2 separate regions of the Mus musculus genome follow, and region 2 is linked to region 1. A link is a contact called in public HiChIP or PLAC-seq data. All regions are on one chromosome and are shown on one strand. The core of a region is the stretch at or near the end of the contact, and the rest is flanking DNA. Distances in the headings are between cores, read along the strand shown. Region 1 overlaps Cyria (CYFIP related Rac1 interactor A). Region 2 has its middle 120 kb from the start of Gm34637.

The links. HiChIP or PLAC-seq counts read pairs in DNA pulled down with a chosen protein or histone mark.
Region 2: a RAD21 HiChIP or PLAC-seq map of pro-B cells shows a contact between it and region 1, with 3 times the contacts expected there. The contact joins two enhancer-like sites. A contact is called at or near these places in 1 of 15 datasets of contacts at CTCF or cohesin (pro-B cells) and 2 of 484 Hi-C or Micro-C datasets (macrophages and nephron progenitors).

What each region holds. Positions count from the first base shown.
Region 1 is chr12:12,319,585-12,322,746 of GRCm38.p6, forward strand. All of the region lies in intron 2 of Cyria (CYFIP related Rac1 interactor A), which reads left to right. Among named protein-coding and RNA genes, the nearest start is that of Gm34407, 32 kb to the left of the region's middle. Within about 2 kb of position 1,352, at least 68 of the 459 cell types and tissues checked have an H3K27ac peak or open chromatin away from gene starts, as enhancers often do. A contact at or near this core is called in pro-B cells, where this site is marked.
Region 2 is chr12:12,550,057-12,553,556 of GRCm38.p6, forward strand. No RefSeq gene overlaps it. Among named protein-coding and RNA genes, the nearest start is that of Gm34637, 120 kb to the right of the region's middle. Within about 2 kb of position 1,960, at least 12 of the 459 cell types and tissues checked have an H3K27ac peak or open chromatin away from gene starts, as enhancers often do. A contact at or near this core is called in pro-B cells, where this site is marked.

The sequences.
Region 1 (3,162 bases), core at 102-2,601:
TTAGATATGAGCTAAAACATGAGTAGGTCACAATTTCAATTACACATAATATACAGACATTATGGCAAAGATTACAACTTCTTCCAAGTAGATGCTGCCATTCCCTGGGCTATGTCAGTAGCTCCAGAGGCCTCTGGGCCACTACTAAGAGTGCTGTGACTATCACCGCATTGATACTTATAAAACACTCTTGACTTAGTGCCTTTCTGTTACAACTTACTATTATTATAAAACAGGGAGACATCATTTGAGTTCCTGGGGCTGGAAATGTGGCATGTCCTCAATTACTTCGAGCATCCCAGAGGGACAGTGTTTGAGTTAAAGAAGCATTGTCTTAGCCTTTAGATTAAACTGGGCAGTCCTGGTAGTGGGGCCTGCTTTGTGGAAATGCATAAAAATGATTTGTAGTTAGCATATTGAACCTTTCATGATGTGTGATAACTTGGATGTACAGAAGGGATAGAGAGCGACTTCTCTGTGGGCCTGTCCATTCTGTGTCGTTTCTGTATGTCTCGGTCCTAGAAATAAGCTCCCTGCACCTCGTTCATTCTTTGTACCATGTCTACGTACATCATGGTACATGAAGGATGTGACTCTATCACCACTGTCCTTTTTGAGGGACTGAAGATGCACAGGCTGCAGGGAATAGACCTGTTGAGCCTCTGCACGGCTGCACTGCTCCTCCACTCTCTTCTTACACCTGAGTGGTGACCCCTCTCTGACTAGCATATCTGGTGGTTTGGCCTTAGGCTGTTTCAATTATGTTGGGAATTTGGGCAAGCTCATTGGGTAAAATCTAGACCGTTGGAACAGAGAAGTGTTTCTGTGGCCCCAGACACTGGGTTATAGGTGATCAAGGGATATAGAGACTCAGTGCAAGAAAATTAACCTTCTTAAACATCAACTTGGCCAATAGATAACTGAAGTGAGATTTTTTTGACCCAGTTTAACACTCTGACTTAGCATCAGTGTGGTCACTGATATCTTTCCGGCACCAAAGGCCTCATCCATATTTCTGCCCTGCTTGTTAGGTTGCAGGTTTTCTAAACAACCAATCCCTAGCCAGCTCTCTCGACCTCTCTCCTTTGCTACACAAGAACAGATCTTATGGTGATGTATTGCCCTCATGTACACAACACGCCCTTCCTTTTCTTCGCCTGGGACAACTTCTCTCTCCAATTGAGCCTGCTGTTACTTTTCTGAAGCCTACATCCTAGTCTGGCATGCAGGAAGTTTGGTCAATGCCACTTACATAACTTTTAAAAAGAGATCATACTCAGTATCATACAGTTGAATGCACAAGTTGTTTTATGGCTTCCTGGGTGTGGCTTCTGCAATGTCACTCTCCTTCCCTTGCCAGAAGCCACAAGCCATGTGTTAAGCTGTTTTCTGTTCCTCCAAACATTGAGTAATGGTTCTAGAGTATCAGATGAGTGGGTTAACACAGTGGCTTAAAGTGTGAGTTTTCTGGGATACCCTGTGCTCAAATCCTGGTGCTGCCAGTTGCTGGCTATAACTATACAAGCTACTCAACTTACATCCATCTTCTTACTTGTAAGTCATGGTTAGCCCTGTGGGTGCAATCTGACAATATCCATGAATTATTCAGCACAGTGTCGATCAGAGAATGCGCACAGTGTATGGGACTGGGATTGTTAACCAGATCCCTATGTAAGAATATGTATTCAGTTTCATGTTTTCTTGGCTATAACTCAATACACATGAGCCATGTGTTCTGACTGCCAAAACTTCCCAGTACCATCCTGGTCTTGTCAGTGGAAATGTAGGGCACAGATGGAGTAAAGATGGAGGCCTGATGTTTGGACCACACTTGAGTGTCTCCAGATATGGTACCAGAAACGTGCTTTTATATGACACACAGAGAGGGGGGGAGCAGGCAAAGACAGAGGTGTGTGTGTGTGTGTGTGTGTGTGTGTGTGTGTGTACATACATACAGAGAGAGACAGATATACATATGAATACAGACAGACAGATAGATACTCTATTGTGGGTATATATATGTTAGAAGAGATAGATATAAAAATAAAGAGTCCTGGGGGTGGTGTGTGGCAAAGTACTGTAGTGAACATGATAGTTAGACTGGGTGCTGCAGAAAAACAAACTGAACAGAGACCTGGAGAAAAGCATTTGAAACAAAAGGACTAACGAGGATGAGAAGGAGCTAGTGGTGGGGGATAACCTTGAACGAACACAGTGACAAGGCCAAGGTAGCGAGAGCAGAGCAGTGAAACCTTGGCTGGCGAGCAAACGCCATAGGCTCTCGCTGACTCTGGCAGGCACAGTACTTTTAGTGACGTGGAGGTCCCTGGAGAGATTTAAGCTGAGGGGTGACTGAGGCTAATTTTAAGCACAAGGCTATAGTAGCTAGATGGACAGGAAGCTGAGTGTTTGGGCTTGGAGACCTGTGCAGGAAGAAACACAGGATGCTCTGGCGAGGAATGGTGGATTCCAGCTTGGTCTGTGCACTGGCTGATTTTGTGTATCTACTTGTCACAAGCTGGAGTCATCAGAGAGGAAGGCACCTCAGTTGAAGGAGTGCCTCCATAAGATCCAGATGTAGGGAATTTTCTCAATTAGTGAACCAGAAGGGAGGGTCCAGTCCATCATGGGCAGTGTCATCCCTGGGCTGGTGGTCTGGGGTCAGTAAGAAAGCCGGCTGAGAAAGCCATGTGGAGCAAGCGAATCAGCAGCTCCCTTCCATGGCCTCAGCATCAGCCCTTGCTTCAAGGTTCCTGCCCTGCCTGAGTTCCTGTCCTGGTTTCCTTCCATTGATGATGAAGCGTGAGGCAAAGTGTAAGCCGAATAAACTCTTTTTCTCCACAGCTTGCTTTTTGGTCATAGTGTTTTGTCACAGAGTAGAAACCCTGACTAGGACAGCGTGAGACACTGGTAATTGAGAGAAAGAATTGAACACATGACCTGTCTCAAAAGCAGAGTTCTGGGATCTGTTGGCTTGAGTGCGGAGTATAGGATCTGTGGGATCTGTTGGCTTGGGTGTGGGGTATGAGATGCATCAAAGTCAGGTCAGCATCAGCGCCTTCTACAGAGCATCTGGAAGCTCACCCAGTTGCCATCTACTGAGCTAGGGAAGACTTCAAGGGCTGGTTCCAAGGTAAGAAATGGAGCCTTTCTTTATGGACG
Region 2 (3,500 bases), core at 710-3,209, 230 kb after region 1:
GACTTCAAGATGAAAGATGCTTAGCTGCAGCAAAGGTCCCGTTGTTCCATGAACCCCAAAGTATACTTGCTCTATAGCCTTACTGGGACTAATGTTAGGGAGCAAGGTGCTGGATCTTCTTGCGTATTAACTGTTATGTATAAGACAGTTTCCACAATTGACCTTGACTGAGCCCATCAAACCTCCAAAGTCAATATGATTATTATTATTTTAGTGCTGAGGATTGGAGACTCAAAGAGGAGGCACAGCTGATGGGTTCATGGGACAAAGTCTTTTCATAATTATGAAGAAATCAAAATAATTAGAAAACTAATCAGAAAAATGAGCTAGAAAAATTAAATTGCAATATAGGACCACACAGAATGCCACTAGCTTATATAACTCCTTATTTTTATACTTTTAATGCAGCTTTAGCCTCAGTGATTCTGTGGGTGAAGATGATTTCACTAAAGCTGGGGATGGTAGGAAATGTCAACAATTCTAGTTGTTGGGTAGATTAGAGCAGAGAGAGGCTCAAGTTTAAAGCCAGCCTTGGCTAAATAGCAAGTTCGAGGCCCTCCTGAGCTATAATGCAAGATTCTGTTTCAGATTTTTTTTTATTTAAGTCTTGGTATATGGAAAATTATTTTCCTATGGTACATGCAAGTTTTAGAACATACATGCTCTGTCTATCATGCAGCAATTGAAATGACAGCCACAGCTTTATGGCTTCTTAGCAAGATGGAACGTGATTCACAGATTGTGTAGTACACAAGTAAACAGAGAGTGTTCAAAGACAGGGCAGAGTAGTGAGGGCTTCCCCATGGTCTGGGTTGTTGTATAGCTATTCCCTCCTTTCTAGAGGGGGAGGGGGGATGGTGGTAAGAGTCAGGAAGTAAAAAGAAACACGCCAGATAATAATTGTTAGGGAAAGGAGAGGCACTCGCCTGCAGGCTTTCTGGGGAGGTCCAGAGACACAGCTTTTGTGGGCCATCTACTCTGATGGACTTTTCAGTGGTGCACCTGACTGTAAGTCACTTTCATGAGGTAACCCCTCACCGTGCTCCCATAAACCATCCAATAGACTTACTAGTTCACTAAACTAAACTAGTCTTGGAACGAATTTTTTCTTTGGTCTGCCACTGGGGTGGATAGATGTCTGTTCTGATCTTCCCAGGAAAAGTCATGTCACGATGGTCCTTGTGAGTCTGACTGCCATTCTTCAAGTGGTAGTACTGTTTGGTCTGAGGGTGCCTAAGGTTTGATCCAGAAAGAAACTGGATCTGCAGAAGAGTGCAAAGTGATACGTGCTCTGTTGCTCTTACTACGTTTCTGACATTTATCTGCTAACCAGTGGGATGAGTATTCCTTATGAGAGCCCCAAAGTTGTGAAAGTGTTTAGTGATTCAACCACTCAGAAACAACATGTAGAGTACCTAAATGGTGACTATCCTGATACAATAGTTCTTTCCAGTCTGTTTACACAGCAGTGTGCACTATTTTTACTTAGTTGGAGCTACAGTACACACACCATCTGAAAGCTTTGTTCTCTCCATCAGTATGAGGATTCTAAAATGTCACTAAAATGATTTAAAATCTTGAAAGAGCCACGTGGAATTCCACACTCTGAGAATATTATAATTTACATAGCCTTTCCCTAGGCTTGAGAGTTAGGTGATTTCAAATATTTTGTTATTAAAATGAATGCTAGCTTTCAATCAAGATAGGTTTGAGAGCTCCCAAGTAAACCATTTCACCCTGTCCTTGCACTCCCAATGCAGGTCACAGTACATGGTTGGTGAAAACCATGTCAAAAAACAGCCACACTTTAAAAATAATACTCCCAACTTTATGCATCATTAATCACAGAAATACATAATCTCATTGGCCACCGGAATCTGAAGTACACAGAAGCAGCCAAAAATCAAACAGTGCAGGGTTACCATGGACAACTGAACAAACATGTCTGCCACGTGTGGCTGGGCATGAGGTACGTTGTGCACCCGGGGCTGCCATTTCAAGGCCCTTAACCACATTACTACTTGAACCCCAAGAGGAAAGCTTCCTTATGTGGAAACCAGAATCTACAACTTGTGAGTAAGTCAGTTCCTGCTCAGGAGCCTCTGGGCCCTGTGTCTCAGATGCGTGCTGTCTTCAAAAATAGGTCCTTCCCTTCCACCTCCAGGTTGCAGAGGACAGGGCTGGAAGATATGCAACACAGGTCCATAGTAATAGCCTGTTATGTTTTGTAAATCTCTTAGACAACGCTGACCAAAAACTTGAAAGAAGGCTTCTCATGCCTAGTGTTGGAGTTTTGTTAGATCTTTGGCTCTTAGAGGGAGCATGCCAGCCCATGTGGGCAATTTTCATTTAAAACCACACACACACACACTCACATGTGTGTGTGTGTGTGTGTGTGTGTGTGTGTGTGTGTATGTATGTACGTATGTATGTATGTATGTATGTATATATAGGCAAACAACAACAACAAAAGCAAAAGGACAACAACAACAACAAAAACCTCTTCTTTAACCTAAGAGAAAACTACCACAACATTGTACCAAATGATCATATTTCATTATTCTTTCCAGTAAAATCAGAAACAAAGCAAAGATGCTGGCTACTATTCTCTGTCATTGATTAGAGGGAAGAAGACAAACAGAGCAGAGAAGATAAACGCCCTTCAATATGTGAATACTATAATACTACAGTATACATAGAAAAGCACCCAAAAGTAACGAAGTTAATAAGAGAATTTCCAAACTTCATTGAATACAAAATAAATCATAAATATTCAAAATAAATAGCCATGAAATATGAGGATGGGGAAGAAAAGCTTCCCATTTTGTTATGGCTACAACCATTCATTAGAGGACATAGAAAAAAAAAAGGAAACAAAATTTAAAAGATCTGTATAAATTTAAGAATAAAAGTGAAAATATCTTTGCCATGGATTAAAGGCAAAAATCTCAATTATCTCTAATTTACTCTGTAAATTCAGTTTAACAATAGTCAAAATTTGAAAGGTTTTTGTGTCTGGAAGTTGGTAAACTCATATGCTCAGGAAATATCCAACAATGGCTAAGACATGCAGTTTTCAAACTGCACAGTGAGACATTTAGCATAATTCAATGAATTCAAAGGGGTGCCTTGAAACATTTGAAATTTCAAGGGAGGAGTCGGGGAGATGGCTCAGCAGAGAAAGGACAAGCAGGGGAAGCAGACTTCAGACCGTCAGGACTCACACTGAAGGAGGACCAGTTTAATCTCATCACTTGGGAAACAGATACAGGCAATCCTCCTGGACCAGATTGCAAGCTAGACTACTCATGGAGGTGAGCCCCAAGTTCACTGAGAGACCCTGATTCCATAAATAAAGTGAAGAGGCATGGGGAAAGGCATCTGATATCAATTTCTGCCCCGACATGCATGCACACCTGCATACACATGAGCTCTACACATGTGAACAGATACACACACTGACAACAGCTTTGAGCCTGTCCATGGACTCCCGTTAGAAG